7 separate regions of the Mus musculus genome follow, and regions 1, 2, 3, 4, 5 and 7 are each linked to region 6. The links are chromatin contacts, called in public Hi-C, HiChIP or PLAC-seq, Micro-C, capture Hi-C and promoter capture Hi-C maps. All regions are on one chromosome and are shown on one strand. Each heading gives the region's core, a stretch centred on a gene start, on an enhancer-like site or on the middle of the called end of the contact. The rest is flanking DNA. Distances are from core to core; before and after follow the strand shown.

Region 1 (3,485 bases), core at 89-2,588, 800 kb after region 6:
ATGGACTAAGCACCTTGGAACCTCCCTCTGGGAGGACACTGGGCTCCGCGGTGGCTCCTCCAGGAAGGTCACGGAAGGTTAGGCAGAGGAACCCACTTCCTGGGCTGCTCTGAAAACTATTCTCTCAGCTTCACCTATTCACCAGTCTATTAAAAATAAATAACAAAAACCTGTGAAAGCTTTCCCCTTCTTTAATGACAAGGGACACAGCCCCTTAAAGTCCTTGGATCCCTCGTGGGCAGGGACAGGTACTCCATCAGGCTGTGCAGAACTTAGGCTCCGTCTTCCTGAGCCTTCACCGCTGTGCTTAGCTGAACCGAACACTTTCTCTGGCTGTAAAATGAAGCCAAATAATAATTTGTCTCCCCAAGTTGCTATGGGAGACATTACTATCTGGTGTGCTTCTGGCACACAGTAGGCACGCCAGGCGACTGAAAGTTTAGGAATGGGTCAAGGAGGCGTACTTCATATTTGAGGCTGGCTTTGCGCTAGGGATGGGAGGCCTCTTATGTAACAGTTTAATATCTTTGAAGCCAGAGCACGGGTTCCCATAGCTCTCCAGTAATTAATTAAAACTTAATGAACAAAAAGCACCCTCCCTTGACCCCCTTTTACACTCTGAGCCACACAACCCAGTCGGTGGCCCTTGGGGCGGCAGATAGAGGGTGAGGGTGTGTAACTGCTTGGGTGTCCCATAATAGTAACACACACACACACACACACACACACACACACTCTCACCCCCAGTCCCGGGCACTAATTTACAAGGCAAGGACCAGGGGGCGCTTCTCGGGGCGTGTCTACAGAAATTCCAGTCTATCCAAAAGGCCCAGTTAAAGAGCCGCGCGGGGTTGGGGGTTGCGGAGGGGCTCAGACTAATTCTCAGTCTCCTGAGAAATACAGCTATGGATGGGTCTTTACTCCAGACCCTCCATGCTCTGATCTCCATGCATTAAACTCTTCCAAGGCGCCCCAGAAACCTTATAGTCTTCGGGTGCCCCCAAAAGCCTGGGTGGAGGGCCCCAGGGGCAGGAGTTGGAGAGGAGAACACCTTAACTTTTCGTCTTGATTCTTGTTCTGTGTTGTGACCGCCGCAGGCACGGGGGCTCCCGCGGACCGGGCCTGCGGAGTCTCGAGGGCGCTGGGTCTACGCAGCGCCGGCGACCGGTCTACATGGACGCTAGGCTCGGGCCCTTTAAGAGCCCGCCCCGCGAGCGACGGGCCCGCCCCCCGGGCCGAGGAGGGTGCGGGGGCCGTCGGCGGGGATTGGCGCAGCGCGCGCCCCCTCCGCGGCCCCCGCGCGGTGGGAACCGGCAGCCCCGTCTAGCGCTGACGTCAGACCGTCTGCCTGCCTCCGACCGCGGGCGCGCGGCGCAACCCGATCTCCTTGGACTTGAATGAGGAGCGGGCGGCGGCGCTCAGCTGCGGATCGGCCGGCGCGCAGGCTGAGCCCGGCGGCCCCGTGCCCCGGCCGCCCGCCCGTGCCCCGCACGCCGCCCGCGGCCACGGCCCGCCGCCCCGGGGCTCCCGCTCGGCGGCCGGGGGACCCAGCTCGCCTCGGGGACCTCGGCGGCGCCCCGAGCCCGCGCCGCGCTGCTCGCTGTATGCGGGGCCCGAGCCCCGCGCGCCGGCCGGAGCCGCCCCCGCGCCCCGCGCCTCGCGCCCCGCGCCGCCCGTGACCGCTTGATGGGGGTCAACGGCACCGCCGCCGCCGCCGCCGGGCAGCCCAATGTCTCCTGCGCGTGCAACTGCCAGCGCTCTTTGTTCCCCAGCATGGAGATCAGTGAGTGTGCCCTGTTCCCCCCGGGACAGCCCCGTGGGATCCCCGGCCCGGGACATCGGGATCGCGTGGGGACTCGGGGGCCGCGCGCCTGCCTCGCCCAGGCTCCCCGGTTGCGCTCGCCGCGCCCGGGGCGCGCCCTCCCGGAGGCTCGCGGCAGCTGGCGGCCGGCCCGGCTTTGTCCCGCGGCGCTGCGAGCCTGGCACGGTCCCCGCCGCGCGCGCCCCGCCCGGCCCGACTCGGACCCGGGGCTCGGCGGGGACGTCGCGCCTCTTGGGAGGGCCAGGGGAGCCGGGTCGGGGAAGTTTCCATTCCGTTTTCCCTAGGGGCCGCGGCGATGGAGCAATTAGGCTCTTTATCAACTTTGGGCGGGGGAGCGGGCGGGGGAGACACTGTCTGGCCCGGGAGGTGTCTGGGGCTCCTGGCGTGTGTCTGGAGTGGCCATGGCGATGCGTCCCGGGTTTCCGTGCGTATGTAGAGTGCGCTAGTCTGTCTGTCTGAGTCTCCGCGCGTCTTTTGGTGTCTGTGGTTCAGAGTCGCGGTCTGTGCCGGCCGAGTGCGTGTCCGAGTGTTCCTGCATCTCAGTGTGACTGATTTGCTGTGTGCTCGTGGCGGGGGTTGGGGATATGATCTGGATCCAGCCAGATTTAAGGACCGTTTGTGTTCAGGTGTCTGAATCCAGGGCTCAGCGCTGGCGCGTCTAGCCCACCGCGGATCCCCAGTGTGTGTCATTGTGAATGTCTGTCCCGGACTCCTATAAATAGCCTCTGTCTGGACTGCTTGGCTCACTCTGGCTGGGACGGTGGTTACAAATGAGTCAAAGTTTTGGGGCTGTTTGTGTTGAGACCTCCTTGGAGGTGGTAGACTCAGGGTGGTGAGTGCCCCGTTTGAACCCCATCCTGCACCTCCAGAAGTTGAGATCAGCGAACATCTACTTCCTTGTGTGGCCCACCCAGGTGGCTGTTGGGTTGGGTGGAGAATTGAAACCTCATTCCCTACCATCTGCCTCTAATCTGCGCTCCTCCCCTAACCCACATTTTTGGGGAGGAGGGGGTACCTTTTGCCTTTCTGTTTAGTTTCTCTATCTTACCCCAAAGCACTTAGGGCAAAAGGGTACACAGCCTCCCCCTAACCCAGACAGCGGTCCTCTGTGGAGCCCAGGGGCAACTGCCACAGACCTGGGCAGTCGCTAGGTGACTCATAAGCTGCTTTCTGCAGGCAGCTGCCACAGTTTGCACCCCCGCCCCAGCACCCCGCATGTACAGTAAAGCATCAAGGGTAAAAAATAGCCCACGACCGGGCCCCACCTGAGCAGAGGAAGTAGGTTTGGGTGGTGGGGCCCTTGTGCCGAATTTGACTCACTGTCTCCCAGTCTGGAATTGAAATTGAAAGCCTTGGCGTCACTGAATCCCACTTCTCCCCAGCTGCCTTGCTGCCTGCCCCAAGACAGGAGATGTCAAGAAAACCTGCCAGGAGCCAGTGCCATCAGTCTGTGATCTTTCCTTGGCACCAAACCCTAAGGCTTCCCAGGAGCCCCTGTGCGACGATCAGAGAGGTTCAGGGAATTTACCATCTAGAGGATGTTAGTTTTCTGCACGTGTCTGGGGAGAGGCTGACCCTGCTCTGTGGATTCCTCTCTTCTCTCTCCTGGAAATGCCCTAGGAAACCTCCCGTGGAGGTTCACTTTGTATGACAAAGACCAGTT
Region 2 (3,155 bases), core at 539-3,038, 770 kb before region 6:
TGTGTGTGTGTGTGACAAGAGAGACAACGGAGAAACAGAACGGTGAACATTTTTTTCCCCTCATTTAGAAAACATTACCTTTCTGGTTTCTTGTTTGTTTTTTGTTTATTTTTTCAGCTAGTGGGAGACAGATTCGGAATGATATGTTTTGGTTAAAAACACACATGAGCACATATACCAGATTTGTGTGCTCACAGCTCATGTGTGTTATTTGGGGAAAGGGGAGGTATTTTGTCCCAGTGATGAAAGCTTTAGAGGGAGATTTTTCTGAGGTAGGTTAAAAAAAAAAAGACAACAACCACAAAATCTGTTCTGCCTGGGAAGACACTGTGTGTCTGTGTGCTGGGAATTACAAAGTACAGTTCTTCTAGTGGGGTCTACACAACAATGAGGGCACAGACTGACTCCCCAGGTGCAGACATGTGTGTGAATAGGTTGAGGCCGTGTGTACTGCATCTGCCTGGGCTCTGTGCAGATTTTCCTATACGGACAAGAGTGCTTGTTTTTCTGCCTGCAGGAAGAGGGGGTCTGACACATGGCGGTGTGGGTACGCGCTCCCTGGTGCACACTCCTCAACTGTGGAGGGGGGTGTGGGAAAACAGGCTTTCTTTTTTCTCAAGGGGAGGGGCGGTCTGTTCTGCATGGTGATTTTTAAAAAGTGAATTTCTGAGTGAAAATGGGAATTTTTGTTTTGGGGCCTGAGATGAATATCTTTTAAATCTCTGCAAGCCGAGATACAAGACACAATCTCTGTTTGTTCTCCAGGTGGCACAATCAGAGATCGATTACATGTCTGCCTTGTGTGTGCTCACATGTATGTTGGGTATTTTTCCTTTCTTGAAAAATAATGTATTTTCTATATTCAGGGAGTAAGCTCAGCATAGAGTTTTTTGTTTTTTTTTTTGTTTTTTTTTTTTTTTTTTAAATCACAACCACAAGCTCAGGCACAATTCTCCCTCCCTTCCCTGTCATTTGTGTATGTGAGTGTGTGTGTGTGTGTGTGTGTGTGTGTGTGTGTGTGAGAGAGAGAGAGAGAGAGAGAGAGAGAGAGAGAGAGAGAGAGATTTTTGCCCCATGGCCAACCTCCAGAGAGGGGCTTTTATGAAAGACAAAGGGAAATATTTTTGCATGGAGACACACATTCTTCCGTGATGCAAAACCCTGAGCCCCATCACCCCGCTACCCCTGCCTGTCTCACAAGAAGCTTTACTTCCTTGAGTGTGTGAGAGACAGAGAGATGAAGACACAGAGAGACCTAGAGACAGTAAAGATTTTCTGCCTAGGAAAAAAACGGTGTTTGGTTTGCAAACGAGCAAGACCACCAAGGAACAATCCTCCACCTGCATGCACACACACACACACACACACACACACACACACACACGCGCGCGCGCGCACACACACAGTTGCCAGGTGTGGGAAGGGAGGGAGGTGGGGACTGCCTCTGGAAAGCCCTGCTCTGTGTGAGGGTGGCCTGCTTCTCCCAGCAAGGAAGGGCTCCAGCCAAAGCCGTTCAGGAGGGAGAGGTCGTTTCTGCAAACACTCCCAGAGATTCTTAGGAGCTGAGAATTAAAAGAGGCTCCATTTTTAATTGGCCACACTTGGTGGGCAGGGGGACATTTCTCTCTGAGCGTTTGTGAATGTGCATGGTGCATATCTGTGAGCACAGGGGGGGAAGGTGGGGGGAGACACACACAAGCATGCTGTTCTTGCTGTAAGCCTGGCAGGCTGACGGCCTCCGTGTGTGCCAGTGGTTTATTCTGCCTCACGACAGAGGGCTTCAGACATGTTCAGACTGTGGGGCCATTTTCTGCCTGGATAGATCCAGCAACTCCAGAGACAGATGTTGGCTGTTAAGTGTGCTGGGTTAGAGAGATAGATAGTTTGTGAGTGTGGGTGGTTTTCACCCTGGAAAAACACGTCTCATGCGTGTGAGAGGACAGAGACAAATGGATAGTTTCTGCTTGTGTCCATGAGCAAAACACACACACACACACACAGAGTCTCTTGACATACATACACACACACACACACACACACTCACACAGTCTCTTGACATACATACACACACACATACACACATACACACACACACACACACAGTCTCTTGACATACATACACACACACTGCCATGAGGGGCGGTGGGGTAGGGGGTGATCAGGCTTTTCTCTGGTGTGGGGAGAATGTTGACAGGACCTCAACAGACGTCCCTGAGAGACAGGTTGCTTTTCAGTTGCAAACATAAAATTTTCCATGAGCTGAGATGTGGCCTTTTGGGCAATGAAGCCGAGAGACTTGGGCATGCTCATGAGTGTGTCTGCTCATCTGTCATCTGACCTGACTCAAGTGTCCTGTCGAAGACAGGAAGAACTGTCATCTTGAACACACATACACATGCACACACACTCTCACATTCACACACCACACACACAAATACACACATACATACACTCTCACATACACACATACACACCACACTCACACACACACACACACACACACACACACACACACACTAATTTTCTATAACAGAGAAGCACTTCCAGGGCTTGATAGGGGGCTCACAGGGGGTGGAGGGCCATTAAGTAATATTCCTGCCTCTCTGCTATGACCGTGTGTGTGTGTGTGTGTGTGTGTGTGTGTGTGTGTATTTACTTTATTTTTTTCACCTTGGCTGAACAGTAATGGGATATCAGGAAGGCAGACTCAAGCATACCCTTTCCCCCTAAACACTTACAACACACATCTTCTGAGTGTGGGGGCGAGTGGCCTATGTCCTGACTCCGGACACAGGAAAGACCTGTGGCTTTACAGACTGAGGCTCCTGTCTGTACCTGGGTAAAGAGGAAGCCTCTTTCTGAGTGTACGTGCTGGCTTGTGTTTTTGAGACCAACTCTTCTGAGGACTGAAGTACATATAGTTTTCCTGTGCTCTGGAGACACAAACAACTCGGGTCAGAGGGTCTCTAGCCCGGCACAGCTGAGTGAGATGGTGCTGGGTCACCCTCCGAGGAGAGAGGACGGAGACCAAAGCCAGCCCCGTCGCTAAGGGGACCCAAAACAACAACTGATTTCAGGGGTCTATCCTGCAGAGCAGTGGCTCTCAACCTTGCTAATGCTGCCACCCTTTAACGCAGTTCCTCCTGTTGTGGTGA
Region 3 (3,124 bases), core at 160-2,659, 860 kb after region 6:
TAAATAAATAAATCTTTTGTTTTTTAACATTTCTTTATTATGTGTAGAGTACTCTGGAGGAGTCAAGTGGCATTTTCACAGGGGCTACCTAAGACCATTAGAAAGCACAGATCTTTACATTATGTTTCATAACAATAGCAAAATTATGGTTACAAAGTGTTGATGAAAATCATTTCTATGGTGGGGATCACAACGACGTGCAGAGTTAGGATGGTTGAGAGTCACTGACCTAGGAGGCTCTGACTCCTTCCAGGCAGGTCAGCTAATGTAAGGAAGGGAAGGGAAGGGAAGGGAAGGGAAGGGAAGGGAAGGGAAGGGAAGGGAAGGGAAGGGAAGGGAAGAGGAAAATGCTGAAGAAAGGAGTGAGGAGGGCATGTCCTGAAGCCCTGCTAAGTCTGGAGCCACCTTGGTTAGGGACCAAGCAAGACCCCCTGGGCAAGAGGCGGTTGGTGAGCATGCGCCACCTAGTGGTCAGTTTTCAAATGGCGCCTCTAGGGAACCTGGGCAGTGTCCCTCAATGGGGCCAGCTGAGAGTTCATTTAAAAGCGACTTTATTTATTTTGGGTGGCAACAGGCAGTGCGGTTTCTGTTTTCCTTGGCTGGCTCTGCAGGCACTGTTTTTCCTCCCTGGAAGTCATAAAAAAATCACTTGGAAATGTTAATATTTTCCCATGCACAGGCCCATCCTAAGCTGTGTAGACCTGGCCTGGTCTTGGTCCCTTGGTGACCCTTTCAGGTTCTGTAAGGTGAAGCTGACTGGGGACCTGCCACCTCCTGCTTGCTTGGCAGACATCCTCCAGGCACATCACCTCCTTCTAGTCTCCAACGACTGCTGCTGTCTTGCCCTGTGCACCAGTGACCTGCACACCAGACAGGTACAGAGGTCCCAAGATCATGGCCTCTGCACTCACCCCACCTCCACCCTGTAGCCGGGACCCAGATTCTGGGATTATTGTGAGCTGAGTGGTGGACACAAGGCCATCTCTGTGAGCCCCGATCCCCTCTTACGTAATATGGAACAGAGAAGTGTCTGAGCTGTTCACGGGTCACTGAGAATTTATGAAAGTGAGAAAAGGGGCTCTTTTTCTAGAAGGTATGTGAGTAGATGGTACTACACCTGCCTGTGGGCATGTGGGGGAGGCACAGTAGGTGCCTTTTCCTAGATCTATCTTCCTCCTCACAGGGCTTTCACAGAGTTCTCTTCAGATAGAGCTCTCCCGGTGGGAGACCAGTCTCCACCCCAGAGGCCAAGACTCCTCTCTTCTCTGTCACACAGTCATCCAACTCCAGCTTGCTCACCCACCCCGATTTCAATTTCGATTTCGACACCCTTTCTTTCCGAGAACCACACCAAAGTTTCATTTTCTCTTTCTTTGAAAAGCTGGAGGGCGGGGAGGGGATGGAGCCAGATGGGTATTTGTTTCCGGGATGGTAACAGCTGGTGCCTGCAGGTCCAAGCAGCCATTCTTGCCTGTGGATTCAGAGCCCCAGGCCTGACCACAGTGCCAGAAACTGCCACCCCCTGCCCTAAAGGAGCCCCAAGGCTGCTGTGAGCATGGCAGAAGCTCCTGTTGACTTGAGCACAGGAGGTAAGCTAAACCTCTTCCTTCACCTCGCGTGGGTCCCAGCTGATGTTTCTAAGGCTCCTAGCTCTTTCCTTGGCCCAGACAGCAACAGGATTCTGAGGTCACCACAGGGAAGTCAGCTTGCTTCAAGGATCCTGTGCCCCAGATCCTTCATGTCACCTTACCTCATTGATGAGGTCACCAAGGCCTGTGACAGCCCTCGGGCTCCGAACTGTCATTTCAAGAGAGGACTTTGCTTTGATAAGGAGATGTGACTTTGATTTTACATTCAAGCTCTTCTCCTGCCCTATTTGAACCCTTGCTGAGACTACATACCCTGTCTAGGGGCTTCTGGGCTATGGGAGGCTGCGGGGTGCAGGGCTGTGTGAGGCTGCCATGCTGTGGGCAGGATTTAGTTCACTGCTTTTCTTCTTCATCTTTTGAAAAGCACTTCATTTTTGTTTTTTGTTTGTTTGCTTTTGTTTGGTTTGGTTTTTTCGAGACAGGGTTTTTCTGTGTAGCCCTGGCTGTCTTGGAACTCACTCTGTAGACTAGACTGGCCTCGAACTCAGAAATCCGCCTGCCTCTGCCTTCCAAGAGCTGGGATTAAAGGCGTGCGCCACCACGCCCAGCTGAAAATCATTTCTTATTTCAACATACTAGAAGTGGTTGCTCAAAAGCTATCAGGGAGGAGCCAAGCAAAGACCAGAACTAAGGTCACCTGGTTCCCATGGTTTCCTTTCACTGCTAACCTTTCCAGCCTGTCACCTGCAGCCTTCTGCTTTCCAAAGTCCCACTTTCAGACCCTGCAACCAGTCCTTCAAGTTCACCCTTTGGAGAAGGCTTGGCCTGCCTTGTGTGTCCCTAGGGGCCAGTGGGAGAAAGGAATGAAGGAGAGGCCACTACAGGGCACACTCCCCAGCAAAGGTTTTACAAGGCAAGGCAAAGCCAAGTCAGGAATAGATGCTCAGTGCTATAATCCTTCCCCCAACACCCTCCTCCTCCTCCACCCCCACCCCCAGCCCCACCCTGGGGTGGGGCTGTGGCTGAAGCAGGAGGATTGCTATGAGTTCCAGGCTAGCCTGAGCTAGACTTTGTCACAAGAGGAAAGAAAGAAAGGTAGAGGCAGACTCATGGATAAGCAGACAGACGTGCTGGAAGGGACATGAGGTGGAACTTGGGGATCCTCAGGGTTAGACACGGAGGAGGAGGCTGGGTAGCTAGCAGGGGTGGAGGGCTCTGGGAGGAAGCCTTCTGGAGTTGGCAGGCAGGCATCTGGAAGATGACATTGAGGCTGGGTTAAAGAGCTGAGCTGGGTTTTCAGGACTCCTGCTGTATCAGGCAAGGGAGGAGAGACCCATTTTTCTTATCTGCTGGGCTCCTGGGCTGGGAACACCCATGCCTTCGATGTGGGTGCTGAGCAGGAGAGAAAGGGACTCCTGGCCAGGCTGAGAGGCCATCAAGACACCAAATAGGGACTTCAGGGCTAGACTTGGTTTCCTGCCTCTCCCTTTTGTTCCATCGTCCGAGAGTTGGGGGTTCCTACCTGTTTGGGTTCC
Region 4 (3,105 bases), core at 127-2,626, 810 kb before region 6:
AGCAGAGAGAGAGAGTTAATACATATCTATTTCTGTTTGACTCACTTTCTCTCACTCTTACACACTTATCAATCCTCTTCCTAGGGAATGGAGGCACCCACTGTGTGTGCATCTCCCCACCACAATTAATACAAGGCAAGTGTCCAGACATGTCCACAAGTAACTTGGTCTAGACGACTCCTCATTGAGGTCCCTTCTTAGGTAACTCTACATTGTGCCAAGTTGAGCAAACCAACCATTACATGTAGGAGTCATTTTCTTCCTTCTAGCAGGAAGCAAATGAATTACCGGTTACTTCTAGGCAGAGACTAGGAGATCCTCTCTGGGCCTTATGTATCTCTGCTGGTGTCCTACCATTGCCCCTGAGCTCTGAAAAGATGAAAGCCTTCATTTGTTCATCTAGGACGAACTCAAATAGCTCCAGATAGTCCCCAGCCAGGGCCTCGCAGGATGGATGAGTTAGCTGGGCATGTGTAATGATCAGGATCAGATTTTTAAAAGCACTCTTGTTCTGCTCAAAGAGTTGGTTCCAATTTCTGAATCTCTTACTCCTGGGTAGATAAACAACTTCATTCCAGAGGCCCCTGCTTCCCTTGGACATAGGTACTAGTCATCTTTCCTAACCAGGCCCAGCCTGAAGCTGCCCTCTGTCCTGGGGTTAGCTTTGTCTAAGTTTCACAGGACTGTCTTCACTGTAAGTTTCTTTCCACTTTGGGAGCTCTAAAGTAAGTGTCCCATCTTTGCTCTCTGGGAAGACATTTTTGTGGTTTCTGAAATCTGGATCCAATACGTTGGATAAACTATGGCTCCAGGGGCCTCTCCTTCTCTCTGTCTGTAACTGGCGCTTTCATTCCAAAGCAGCATGGGCTGCAGGCTGGCCTGACTTCTTCAGCCCAGGTCTTGCTTTTCCAGCATGTATCTGTAGGCAGAACTTAAAAACCACAGTCTGATGTGGAAAAGGTTCGGTAATGGGGTCTCCTGCTCTCTCTCCCTAATGTTTTTCTGCCCTGTTGTTTTCAAGTCTACTGTTTGAAAGGAGCAGGGTGGGCATTTTATCTCCCCTTCCTTCCCTGCAGACCTCCCTTGAAATCGATGTATTCCAACCCAGGCTGGTTGACAGGCAATAGGAAAGGCTGAGGAGAAGCTCTGCTGGGATGGCTCTGCTGGAGCGAGCTACTGACGAAAGGGGTCCACAAAGAAAATGCACAGCCGACTGCGCATGGCGCACAAACATTTACCTTCTCAGACGCCGGAACTAACGGCAGAAAAATCATCTGGAACAGGAAGGCAATTAAAAGCCCATTCCAGAATGGAGAGGCAGAGGCTCTGCCCTGCTCTACCCTTGAAGATGATGAAGAATAATGTACCTCCCTGTCAAGGCTGTGTGTGGATCAGAGCTTCGAGAGAGGCGGAGGGAGGGGCTCTCCATAGAAACTATGTAAATGGCTTGGTGCATATGGCTTCAAATACGTCGGAGGTGAGCAAAGGAAAGAATAATTCAGAGCCCTTCGCTGGTAACCTTTTCAGTAAGAGCCCTCTCTTCCCTTTTATGTGCTCTCCCGTGCTTGTATTTAAGAAGGGAATTAATTCACTTTAACGTTCCTTGACTTGTAAATCTGGCTTGAAGGTTAGGCAAGGGAATGAGTCCCTGGGGCTTTCACCAAACCATGATTAAAGTTGGAGGGAAGATGGATCGGCTGTGTTTGTGTTCATACCGCAGAAGGTCCCTTGAAAGGCAAAGGCAATCGCCCCTCTGGTTTTCCTCTCATGTCCTGGGTTCCCAGGAGTGACGTGTCATCCCCACCAGACACACACACACATACCTGCACGTGGACAGCAACAGTGGGCAAATAATTCCCACTTGTAAATATGCTTCTGTGTTCCAGAAAGAGTACCCCAGACCAGAACTTGGAAGTAAATATAAATTTTTCCCTGTTTAAAAATAAATTACGTATTTTAAAAACTCCTTAGTAGCTTAACGTCATGGAGTCTGCTGGTGTCCTGCTGCAGGCAAGCAGCACAAAGCCTGTAAGATAGGGCTGTGAAGAAGAGGGGGGAGGGAGAGAGGAAGGGAGGATGAGTGGGAAGAGGAAGGGAGATGGAAGGAGGAAGGGAAAGGAAGGGGGAGGCAGGAAATCAAGAAAAGAAGAAAGGAAGGAGCAAAAGGGGCTTCGATACTTTTGAAAGGAAGCCATGTCTGGTTTTGAGTGACCAGCTCAGAAGAACAACACAGAGTAGGTCATATTTGTCTGTCTGTTTGCTGAAATCCGTTTTCTCCTTTGTACCGAGTGAGACGGAAATCGTGTCCCCTCTCCATTCTTGCTGCCACATGCCAAGGAACACTGACCATGAATGACAGCGTGTGTGTGTGTGTGTGTGTGTGTGTGTGTGTGTGTCCCAGGAGTCTACACTGGGTTTTCTTTGCTGATGAGCAGACAGGGAGGAAACAGCCTGCCGTCCTTCCCCAGTTTGGTAGGGATGCTCCACGAGCACACATGGGTCCCTTGCTTGGTAGGGACACAGTTCATTGTCATCTTGCCTTCCTTGTCTCATTCGCCATCCTGTTCTGGTGTTTCTTGGTATGATCTTCCTAGTAAGGAACTTGTATGTGATCCCCAGGGTCAATCTCGGTTCTGGGCAGAGCTCCTCATGAGAGACAAGATGGCAGCCAAAGGACCTGTCAGTTCTGCTCAGCCCACCAAGCAACTAAAACAGTCTATTTCCATGACAGCTGGGCCACGTTCTCCCAGACTGGACTCGTCTTCGTGCTTCTGCCCTGTGACTTGGGGATGTGCCCTCTGCCCATGGTTGAGAGCATAACAAATATGTCTGCCACGAAAGACAAATGTGGTAAGGGCTTGGAAACACAGAAGGGAAGGTATTCTACACCCTGAGATATGGAAAAGAGCTAGGCAGAGAGATACGGGGACCTGGGAAAAAGCAGAGGAAGTCATCCCCTGGAAGTCTCAAAGGAACACAAGGATGGGAACAGAGAAGGATGCTGGGTTAAGAGGATGGTGGAGAACAGCTCTCCTGACTTAGAAAAGATCTGCCAATAACCACCCAGGGCGGCGTTCAGGCCTGCTAAACCTGCCGTTTCTCTCT
Region 5 (3,194 bases), core at 357-2,856, 820 kb before region 6:
AGGTAAGATGCTGGATGTGAGCAGATGTTTCATAGACATATGACGGCCCACTGGCTGGCCATGCGCGGCCAGAGGTGAGCCCGCCCACAGGGCTGCAGCTCAGTCAGAGCCTTGGTTTAGAACCGTATTCTTCCACTTCCAGTGTTTTGCCTTAGTTTTTGAATCTGCAACATGGGCACTATACTGCCTCTTCCTTGCATGAAGTCGAGGAAGGATGGCACACCACTCCCCAGCCACAAGCAGTCTGGGTACCAGATTTTAGGCCAAGAGTGCTTGGGGCGTTGCTGAGCGAGGAAAGGGAGAGGCAGAACCGCCCGCAGTTACTCCTGTTGCTGCTGCGCTGCCTTTCGGGTTCTGCGTGGTGTAACAGAGCGTGACTCACCCCTGTTTTCATTCACGAGTTCAGGCACCCACTTTAAATAGACTTCACTTGGGATCTACCCTGGGATAATTACTTAATGTGCCATCTAATCGGAGATCTAATTAACGCAGGCGTTCTCTGACAGCCATCACGGAGCGCAGAAAGCAGGTAGGCGCAAGGCTGTCACCTGGATCCTTGAGGAGGTGTCTGAGGCCTGGGAGCAACCCCGGAGCAGCAGAGAAAGGCTACAGAGCACTAGCACCCTCACCCTGTGACTTTCGAGGCGACACAGGAACAAGGGGTACAGGCTCTGGAGGCCTGACCCCTGCTGCTGACCCGGAAGGGCAGTGTTTAGTGCTTGCATTGCTATGGTGGGGTGGGACCGCGATGGCGGGCCAGTGCCTTCTCTGAGGAATGGCAGTGTGGAGAGGGAAATGCTGTGGGGTCCAATGAATAATGCTTAGGTCACATCAGAGGAAGTGTGCTGGAAGTAGATCCCGGCAGTGGGCTTGTTGACGCTGCACTAGTCTGAGCATCGATTCTGCACTCAACTAACTCTCACACGACCACTGCACCTCCTATGAGCCCCAGAATTCCAATGTCCATTCCAGTGACCTCTCCAGTGACAAAGGGCTCTCTGGAAAGCCCTGCTGGCCTCAGGATGAGACAGTTAGCTGCTGTTTTCAGTTATTCAACCTCGACTCCTCAGGAACCAGTGAAGAACCAAATTCCAGGAGAGCCCAACGTGTTGGAGTTGTCCAAAACAAACATCACCCAAACGTCCAAGGAGATGAGGTAACAACGCTAAGGTCCAGCCGCAGCCCCCGGAAGTGCAGGTGGCCACTGAGCACAAAACTAAGTTTACAGATATGTCAGTAACCTCACTTTGCAGGAAGGGATTCCTCAGATCAAAGTCCAAGAGGAGGTCAGGGGTCAACCTCCATTGTGACACTTCTAAACCCCACCATCCAAAATTCCCAAGGAGTGGCAGCTGGGGCCAGAAATGGAGGGACCAGAACCACAAAACACAAACAAGGGTCCTTTGGCTGCGTTGACGTCTTCAAACAGCCCTGCTCAAGGTATGGTCACTCACTATATTATACTTAATATAATATTATTTATAGGGCCAGTCACTTTATTATATTTAATATTACTTGTATTAGATTTATATTAGGTTCAGGAGCTCTGAAGACCCAGAGAATATTCCAGAGGTAATGCTTCTGTCTGGCCCCAGAGGGTGCTATTGCCTCACAAATGAAATACCTTCCCTTTGCAGAGCCTAGAAGTTTCCATGCACAGAGAATCTTCCAGAGTTCTTTGGCTGGTCCCCCTTTTCTGCAGAGGAAGTCTTTTCAAACCCTGTGGCTGGAGCAAAGAGCAGGACCTGTCAGAGCTGGGACACTGTTTGTTGATTGTCACTGTGTGTCCAGTCTGTTGCAATGTGTCAGAGAGTATTACCACGTATCAAAGCCTGGCCCTCTGCTCTATGGGCTACATACCTTTCCTCTTACATACTCTACTGTGTGGTGTGGACATTCTGTCCCTATGCTGTAGGGCCTTATAGAAACTGGACACTTGCATGAGGTCCCAGTGTCCCCAAAAGGACCTGGGACTGCATGATAGTACCCTTGCGTCATTTGGGGACTTTGTGATCCTAAATTTCAGCGGATCCCTCTGGTGTTCAGGAGAACACATGTCTGTAAGGCATTTCCGGTTCCTTCTGGCCCTGCTGCAGGGCCCTCGGGCCTCCAGGCTCCCTTGGAGGTGTCTGGCAGCCAGCAAGTCCTTGGGAAAGGTCCTGCTCAACAATGAGCTCTGGCCAGATGTTCTGGGGTTTTGAGCCATATTTTTTATGACCCAAGAAGGACCCTTTCCATCATTTTTAAGGAAGGGAAGAACTCAATGAGTGGGAAAACTGGGTTTAGGGTGTCTGTTTTATACTGTAATGTGCAGAGGAGGCCAAGGTTGGGGTCTCTTTATAGCTTCAGCTGAGCCAGCAATGTTGAAGGCCATAAGTCAGGCAGGGGATACAGGGTTGAAGAGAAGTGTTTTCTTCTCACAGTTATTTATGCACAAGAGGGAGAAGGAAGAGGAGGAGGAGAAGAAGAGGGAGACCTAGGATAGGAGATGGACAAGGCAGCCATGAGCACCACCCTCCTTTGCTTGCCTTATGCCAGATCACACACCGGGTTAATGATCTGGACCCAGCCTTCACTGGGAAAAGGAGGAGAGCAGTAACAAAAGATGTTGGACATGCTCCTCTGGCCTACGCGCACACACACACACACACACACACACACACACACACGTGCACACACACACATATACACACACATATACACAGAGACACACACACATGCACACACAGACACACACACACACACACATACCACACACACACACTCAAAACATACAAAAATAGGAAGTTAAAAAAAAGAGCATCATTAGGCAAAATGTGCTAACTGAACGAACACCAACTGAAATGAACTGGGCATGCTGGGATCTTAGGGGGCAGAGCATGGCCCCCCAGGATAAAGGTTTTCTAAATCACCTAGTGTCTAACCAGTCATTCTCTCTTAACATGAACCATGTCTGGTCTTCAAGAAGCTCACGACCAGCATCCCAGGGCTTGAGAAGACAAAAATGGCAGCTGAGAGCTTTTCAACATGGTAGGCATTCCAAGCTTCCAGTGGGCTTTGTCCAGCATGCTCTAATGAGGCAAAGACAGCCCTGCAGCTGTTAACTAACCCACAGAAGCTTTTCTTGGTGGCTCCTCTTGCAGCTGCTGAGAAAGGGTCAGAGAAGGGAGGGCGCACAGGAAGTCCCTATCCGT
Region 6 (3,195 bases), core at 606-3,105:
CAATTTAAACAGAGACCCTGGAAGCTTTAGCGTGGGTTTGGCTCTGTTTTGTTTTGTTTGTTTTCCCCCATGAGGTAGCATAAAATTAAGTCATAAAGAACAGGAGACCTTTATTTAACATAACTGAAGGCCCACAGATTATATTCATTCACTATTTCTCCGGTTTATTTCTGGAGACTCTTTTCAAAAACCACATTAGAATGAACACATTTCCATGCTAAGATTTGTTTCCTACTTATTTCTATGTAATATTATTTCTTTCAGTCTAAAAATGTAAAACATCCTTCAAATGTAAATGTAAACAAAAGCCCCAACACACTCCGAGCTAGTTTTCTATGCCTTGGGACCGAAGTTAACATCCTGCATCCTTTTATCCTTAAAACTGCTTGCACAGAATAAAAAATCCCTTTTCTGTGAATAATATGGTCAAACATATTTTCCACCGTGACCTAAACAGGGACAACTGTCCTGGCAAGACAGTGACAATCACGATACACAGCTTAGTTTTTCATTAGCACTTCCATAAATGATAAAAGGAAAAAATTAAAAGGCAACTGTTTAAAAGGCGGGAAAGCTGCAGCGTTTCACGAACTATGTTTCAAATGCAGCCCCTAAGGTCGTGGGGTGACCGTGCATTCCCCCATGTTTCAAGGCTGCTTCCATTCAAACCTTCCCTTTTCAATTAAAGGTATTATTACAAAGCTAACAATATTCATCTGGCTGCACCATTCAGACCCGCCCCCTATCTGAGAGAGCAGGAAACTGAGGCTCTGGAAGCCAAAGCCTCCATCAAAAACAAACCAAATACAGCAATCATACTGGAACATTGCTTTGAAAAAGAACAACAACAATAACAAAACCCTACACTGCTAGGCGAAGTGAAGTTCTGGTCAATAAAATCAAAAGCCATGTGCTATTTTGGGGGATTAATTTTCACATCCGCATCATGTTGGTTCCTTTTTTTGTTTTGTTTTGTTTTTTTAAAAAAAAGTTCGAATGGAGAAGCTTAATTTCCTGTGTGGGAAATGGAAAATGAAGCGCCTAGCACCTTGCAATCTCACCAACATGAGTCCTCGGAGGGGGGAGGGCGGGGGGGGGGGGCAGCAAAGCAATTACTCCTAGTGTACATGGCCACACCGAGAACTAGGGCCATTGGAAGAAAAATAGTGGGAAAGAAAATGAGCTGAGCTGAGCAGACCACACACACACACACACACACACACACACACACACACACTCCTTCCTGGGGGGGGGGGGTCTGCAAGGATTTGAGTCAGCTAACCACCCACCTGGCCCACAGAACCAAAGTGAGGCCATTGCAGGGGGGGGGGGGGGGAGTGCCAAACAGAACAGAACAAAACAAAAAGAAGGTTGGAGAAAGGCCTAGGTTCCAAGTCCTCGTGTTAAAACATATGTAAATCGAGGCTGCCCGACGGATGGTGGGGGAGGAGGACCAGGAGGCCCAGGAAGTGAGAAGGCAGGGCAGGGGTTGATACTGTGGTCCCCATTGGGGGTTGCAAGTGCCCCATAAGCCATGGCCGTGCTCCACTTCCTTCTGTATCACACTCCTAGTCGTCGTCGCCTTGTTATTGTTGTTGTTCTTTTTTTCTTTTTTTTTTTTCTTTTTAGACAGAGAGACAGACAAGAGACAGACAGACAGGCAGAGCCGCAGTGCACACGGTGTGTGTGTCTGGAGAGGCCGCCAGGAAGACTCACCGCAGCAATGCTACGTGAATGCAGAGGGCTGGAGGTGGTGTGACTACTCACTTGCTCGGCTAACAGCTGCCGGGTTTGGATGGAATTATTCCGCAACAACAAGAAAGCGTCGGTTAAACGCCTGGTGGCCATTGTCTCCCCCTTTGTGACCCCCCCTCTCAGGGTCTCCCACCCCCCCTTGTAGTCCTGATTTGTTCACTTTCTCTCTTGGTCTGGCCTAGCTGATTCCACTCTTGCACAGAAATCTCTCTTGACAAAGCCTTAGGCTTTTCACGGCGCGATTTTGCAATCCGCCTAAGCGCGGAGACCCCTCCCCAAATAACCACCTCGCCTTTTCCAACTGCCTGACTCCCCCTACCCCAAGGCTGGCTCGGATCTCAAAGCACTCGAATCCCCCCAATCCTAGCGTCGAAATCAAACGTCCTGGAGACCCCTCCCCAATCCCAGCTCGGATCCACAAGCGCCTGACGCGCCAATCCGGCTCGGGGATGGGAGAGACCCCTACCCACTCACTTCCTAAGACCTCCCCAAAGGTGCTGGCGCCCTAACCCTAACTCAGAGCGCCTGCGTGCCCGGCATGTGGCTCTAACTCCGAGTTTGGGTTAACTCTCCTCACAAAAGGCCTGCTCCAAACAGGCCGAGCCCACAACGACAAAGGAGCGTCTACAGCTCCCATATAGTCGCCTGAGCCTACTGAGGCTCAGCCCGACCTGACCCCTCTCTTTCCTGTGCGGCCTGCTTCTCCACTGCCAGGAGGCTGCGGGCCTCCACGAGGACCTCACGGCCTGCCTCCCCCAGCCTCCTCACTCCTCTTCACCGGCACCCTCCATCCCGGGATCAGGCTGCAACCCTGCCCAAGGCCGCTTCCGTGCAGTGGTCCCGGGCTCTAGCATTCCCCCGGCCCTCTTCCTGTCCGTTCCTCGCGGGTGCCCCCCTGCGACATTCATGAGATTGCTTGCAACGTTCCGGGAGCGGGAGCTCCCTTATTGCCCTGCCCCGGGATGGGAGTGCTCCGCCCTCTCTGGGACAGTTCCCGGGGCGCCTTCTTCCCCTTTTCCTAAGAGTGTACAGACTCTGGGGCAGGCGTCCTGGCCCCAAAAAACGGCTTCAAAACCTTGGCCCTGGAGCCGAAGACCACCACTGGGGTCCAGGCAATTGTAAACTTCTAGTAGGATTGTCAGGCAGGCAGAAATGTGGAAACGTGGCTCTTGCAGAGCCTAGTCCTGCGCGGGGGCGGAGGAAAAGTGGAAGAAGTCTGCCTCTGCAGGCCAGGCACGCTCCACTGCAGGCGCCTGGCGCTGCTGAGATGGCCTTACCTTTTTATTTTTTTATTTTTTTTCTTTAAACTGTGAGAAAAAAAAAAGTATCCGAAAAACAACCAGGCCAGGGAAAAAAGAAAAAAATAATAATAAAAAAAGCTTGGGCGCTAGGCCTTGCTGGCCTTACTGTGGGCAATAAAGAGTGGTCAGGCATCTACAC
Region 7 (3,154 bases), core at 118-2,617, 900 kb after region 6:
AGACTCTGCAAGACACCTAAAAATCACTAAAGACCAGATCCCCTCTCCCTTAAGCTCCTCTATACTTAATACAATATTTCTACTTCATAATCCAATGTTGCTGCTGGTGCTCCAGCCATCAAGTCCCCTTCCCAGGTGCCAGGAAAGAGAAGTAGATGTGGAAGAAATTTTTCTGGAAAATAACACACATGACTCCTCCACTTTTGCCTTGCTGGTCACCACTTGGGCACAAGTTCATGTGCTTAGAAGTTAAAGAGTAAGGATTCTACCCCCCCCCCCAAAAGATATGGGCCTGATACATAGTGTGGGCAGCTGGCATCTCTGCCTGCTGCTTGCTGACTGACCAGGACCAGTTTGGAAGTCTTTGGTTCATCAGTGCAGAGGCAGGGGCTGGGTAGGTTCTTCTTCAATAGACAAGAATGCAGTCTGGGTCAGGCCAAGCAAGGCCTGTGGAGAACTCAGAAGGGATGAAGGAACATGGATCATGAAGGTGACCAGCCCAGGCCAGGGGAAGGGGGCTCAGAGGAAGGGACACTTGAGAGGACAGGAGGAGAAGATCCTCCCAGGGACCAGGGAGGGGGAAGCTCACAGTCCCTAGCTCAGTAGGGTGCTCTGAGCCTCCAGGTTCCCACCTATGACCAAGGAGCATTGACTGCACTGTAAGATGTTCTGCAGGTTGCAGATCTAGCTCGCAGGTGGGGCCTCCATAAACAAAACATACAGCCCGGAGACTCTCCCCTCCTTCATACACCCCAACTGAGAGAGACTCCAACGGAGCCTAGGTCTGGGGGCATTTTGGGATTGTCACAGCTGCGGGGGGGAGGGGGAGGCGGCTGTGAATGCCTTATCTTAGAGAACAAACCACCACATCTAACAGAGCCAGAATCTCCAAAGCCTGCCCACACAGCTATGGGGGCGGCGTAGACTCTCCTCGCTCCTCCCACTGGGTCTCAGAACCATCTTTGTCTCCTCCCACTGTATCCTAGGACCCTTCCCTACCCTCCCACTGTATCTCAGGACCCTCCTGTCCCCTCCCAGGAACCTCCTCTCTCCTCCCACTGTATCTCAGGACCCTCCTGTCCCCTCCCAGGAACCTCCTCTCCCCTCCCACTATGCCCCAGGACCCTCCTTGCTCCCTCCCATTCTTTCTAAGAACCCTCCTCTTCCCTCCTACTGTGGCTCAGGAGCCTCCTTGTCCCCTCCTATGGTATCTTAAGACCCTCTTTGTCCCCTCCCACTGGGTGTCAGGACCCTGCTGGTCTCCTCAGAGACCCTGAGCCCATTCCTTGGCTTTGTCTCCGGAATCTAGCTATCTTCTCCTTCACAAACACCCACAGTGACTCAGGCTTTTTGTGAAGTTCGACAAACTAAACTTCTGTGTCCTTATTCAGTGCCAAGCACGTAGCGGCCATCCTCCCCCGAATCCATTACCAGTTAAAGCACAGCTATTATTTTTACAGCCGTGCTCAGAAATGGCTTGCAATCTCTAATTTGCTAAATTGATGTGTATATTGACTAAATAAATATTCGGCACGAAGCCCGCGTCCCCTCCACACTTATTAATCCTCGGGAAATGGAAACACAAGACACGAAATGAGCTTCTGCTCGGAGCTGCAGACAGGAATACATTATGTTGTTTTCCTGAGTGTTCAGGGACTCGCATCGCTGCAGCAGAGACCAGCCAATCAGCAAGCTCCAAGTTTTCCATGACGCACTTGTCTGCCCAGGACGTGCCCAGGTTGCTAAGGCTCTTCTGAAGTTTAGAACAAGAAACTTTTACCTCTTGAGGGGGGGGGGGTGAGGGGGAAACAGCTTTAGAGGGGGTGTTTAGGGGGTTTATGCCTTCAGTGTTTGCAAGAGAAATCAGAACGACTGTCAGGGCCCACAAGAGTCTCTGGCAACAGCCTCTACCCTTCCATGGAGATATTAGCTTCCTTGGCTTGGGGGAGAGAAGGCAGCCCCGTGGGGAAGGGGCCCTGACCTTGGTTGCTAAGCCCCTAGGTTGACAGCTGGTTGCCATGGTGATGCTCATTTGATTCTTTCCTCACTGGGGCAAGGCCCACTGTGAGCTACCACTCTAAGCTGGCTTGTGCCATGGTTTGCAAGGAGCCCAGCGTTGGGAAAGAAGCACTACAAACAGGGAAGTGAGTGGGCCCAGCACTTCCCTTTTGCTCAGCTGGAAGAATGCAGTTCCTCAGGTGTGAACATTGCATCTCACATCCCCTTGACCCAGAGCAGAAGCTTCCTCCCTGGGCAGACTCTGGGCCACTCCAAAGGGGGCATAGGTCCACAGTCTTCCTCTGAGACAGGCCTCTTCCCTGTCCCCAGCTGTGCCCTGGAGCAAGTGCCATACTTTGTTGAGTCTGTTTCTTGATGGCCATGCTTGAGAGTCATGAAGGGATTGCCATGGCAATGCTCCCAGCACCTGACCCATGTAGGTTGGCTGCCACCAAAGTCAAGGGGCAGACATCTGCATTCAGATGAAGTCCAGGCAATAGGAATAGCCAGTGCAAAGGCCCTGAGGACAGCAGCCTAAGATGACAACAGAGAGGCAGACAGTGCTGGTCACACAGTCCTTTGGCTGGTGGGAAGAGGGATTGCACCCCAATGTAGTGACAGGCACAGGAAGCTTGGAGAGGGTCTGTCTGAGTCTCAGCCTTCATAGTCTCAGGCCCCACTGCAGCCCTGTGGAGCTCATTCTGATCAGCTTGGGGGCTCAGGAGGCTGTATGAGTTCTGCAGAGTACGCAATTCTCCCTCAAGATACCATCTGACCACAAGCCATTAAAACAGCCAGCACCTGCAATTGGTGAAGACATGAACAGAGGCCCCTTGGCTCATAGAGATTTGGGTAGGAGCTAGGAGGGGCTTGGACTCTAGGCTGTACCCAGAAGTTCCTCATAACCCACCTCCCAGCATCTCATTTAGATTTATTGGCTCAAGAGAACATTCTAGAAAGACTAGCTCAGACTCCCATTAGCCTTTCCCTAAACAAGTCCAAAGAGACAGAGCCATGAGAAGGAGAAGTCAGTGTGGTCACATGGAGGGAGCTTGGCGGTTGCAGGGGTGGAGTGGCGGTTGGGGTGGAGGTGGAATTGAGTTTGCTCTGAGGTCCCAGCCCCACGTGCATCCACTGTCCAGAACATGAAAGCCCA

The links. Promoter capture Hi-C pulls out the DNA fragments that hold promoters and counts their contacts. Hi-C and Micro-C count contacts between places; a contact is called where the count stands out from the background. HiChIP or PLAC-seq counts read pairs in DNA pulled down with a chosen protein or histone mark. Capture Hi-C pulls out chosen DNA fragments and counts their contacts.
Region 1: a promoter capture Hi-C map of 3T3-L1-derived adipocytes shows a contact between it and region 6, with 4 times the contacts expected there. The contact joins the promoter of Pmepa1 here to the promoter of Stx16 in region 6. A contact is called at or near these places in 10 of 39 promoter capture datasets (the 3T3-L1 cell line, 3T3-L1-derived adipocytes, cranial neural crest and 5 more), 2 of 484 Hi-C or Micro-C datasets (B cells and embryonic stem cells) and 2 of 115 datasets of contacts at active chromatin or transcription factors (memory CD8 T cells and pancreatic cancer cells).
Region 2: a contact with region 6 is called in a Micro-C map of palatal mesenchyme, with 5 times the contacts expected there. The contact joins the enhancer-like site here to the promoter of Stx16 in region 6. A contact is called at or near these places in 6 of 39 promoter capture datasets (the C10 cell line, cranial neural crest, embryonic stem cells and 2 more), 12 of 484 Hi-C or Micro-C datasets (the G1E-ER4 cell line, the HPC-7 cell line, cerebellum and 8 more) and 10 of 115 datasets of contacts at active chromatin or transcription factors (astrocytes, bone marrow-derived macrophages, craniofacial prominence and 5 more).
Region 3: a capture Hi-C map of macrophages shows a contact between it and region 6, with 3 times the contacts expected there. The contact joins the promoter of Zbp1 here to the promoter of Stx16 in region 6. A contact is called at or near these places in 6 of 39 promoter capture datasets (the HPC-7 cell line, cranial neural crest, frontonasal cranial neural crest and 3 more), 7 of 115 datasets of contacts at active chromatin or transcription factors (astrocytes, bone marrow-derived macrophages, effector CD8 T cells and 4 more) and 2 of 9 other capture datasets (liver and macrophages).
Region 4: an H3K4me3 HiChIP or PLAC-seq map of craniofacial prominence shows a contact between it and region 6, with 3 times the contacts expected there. The contact joins the enhancer-like site here to the promoter of Stx16 in region 6. A contact is called at or near these places in 6 of 39 promoter capture datasets (the C10 cell line, cranial neural crest, embryonic stem cells and 3 more), 3 of 484 Hi-C or Micro-C datasets (the C10 cell line, the HPC-7 cell line and gonadal supporting cells) and 8 of 115 datasets of contacts at active chromatin or transcription factors (astrocytes, craniofacial prominence, embryonic forebrain and 5 more).
Region 5: a Hi-C map of uterus shows a contact between it and region 6. The contact joins the enhancer-like site here to the promoter of Stx16 in region 6. A contact is called at or near these places in 2 of 39 promoter capture datasets (embryonic stem cells and neural stem cells), 2 of 484 Hi-C or Micro-C datasets (gonadal supporting cells and uterus) and 9 of 115 datasets of contacts at active chromatin or transcription factors (astrocytes, embryonic forebrain, embryonic stem cells and 4 more).
Region 7: a contact with region 6 is called in a Hi-C map of uterus. The contact joins the enhancer-like site here to the promoter of Stx16 in region 6. A contact is called at or near these places in 2 of 39 promoter capture datasets (cranial neural crest and embryonic stem cells), 2 of 484 Hi-C or Micro-C datasets (both in uterus) and 7 of 115 datasets of contacts at active chromatin or transcription factors (T-cell acute lymphoblastic leukemia, astrocytes, bone marrow-derived macrophages and 4 more).

What each region holds. Positions count from the first base shown.
Region 1 is chr2:173,274,386-173,277,870 of GRCm38.p6, reverse strand. Pmepa1 (prostate transmembrane protein, androgen induced 1) reads left to right here and starts at 1,338. Exons shown (of 4, transcript NM_022995.3): 1 at 1,338-1,783. The coding sequence starts at 1,687.
Region 2 is chr2:174,847,759-174,850,913 of GRCm38.p6, reverse strand. All of the region lies in intron 1 of LOC115489499 (a long non-coding RNA gene), which reads left to right. Among named protein-coding and RNA genes, the nearest start is that of Gm14616, 6.6 kb to the left of the region's middle. Within about 2 kb of position 1,788, at least 23 of the 459 cell types and tissues checked have an H3K27ac peak or open chromatin away from gene starts, as enhancers often do. A contact at or near this core is called in the HPC-7 cell line, muscle stem cells and palatal mesenchyme, where this site is marked.
Region 3 is chr2:173,217,207-173,220,330 of GRCm38.p6, reverse strand. Zbp1 (Z-DNA binding protein 1) reads left to right here and starts at 1,409. Exons shown (of 8, transcript NM_021394.2): 1 at 1,409-1,589. The coding sequence starts at 1,556.
Region 4 is chr2:174,882,727-174,885,831 of GRCm38.p6, reverse strand. The region is part of intron 2 of Gm30537 (a long non-coding RNA gene); the gene reads right to left. Among named protein-coding and RNA genes, the nearest start is that of Gm30537, 3.9 kb to the right of the region's middle. Within about 2 kb of position 1,376, at least 19 of the 459 cell types and tissues checked have an H3K27ac peak or open chromatin away from gene starts, as enhancers often do. A contact at or near this core is called in craniofacial prominence, where this site is marked.
Region 5 is chr2:174,899,238-174,902,431 of GRCm38.p6, reverse strand. No RefSeq gene overlaps it. Among named protein-coding and RNA genes, the nearest start is that of Gm40017, 18 kb to the left of the region's middle. Within about 2 kb of position 1,606, at least 21 of the 459 cell types and tissues checked have an H3K27ac peak or open chromatin away from gene starts, as enhancers often do. A contact at or near this core is called in uterus, where this site is marked.
Region 6 is chr2:174,075,711-174,078,905 of GRCm38.p6, reverse strand. Stx16 (syntaxin 16) reads right to left here and starts at 1,855. Exons shown (of 9, transcript NM_172675.4): 1 at 1,717-1,855. The coding sequence starts at 1,848.
Region 7 is chr2:173,172,139-173,175,292 of GRCm38.p6, reverse strand. No RefSeq gene overlaps it. Among named protein-coding and RNA genes, the nearest start is that of Pck1, 21 kb to the right of the region's middle. Within about 2 kb of position 1,367, at least 188 of the 459 cell types and tissues checked have an H3K27ac peak or open chromatin away from gene starts, as enhancers often do. A contact at or near this core is called in T-cell acute lymphoblastic leukemia, astrocytes, embryonic forebrain and 1 more, where this site is marked.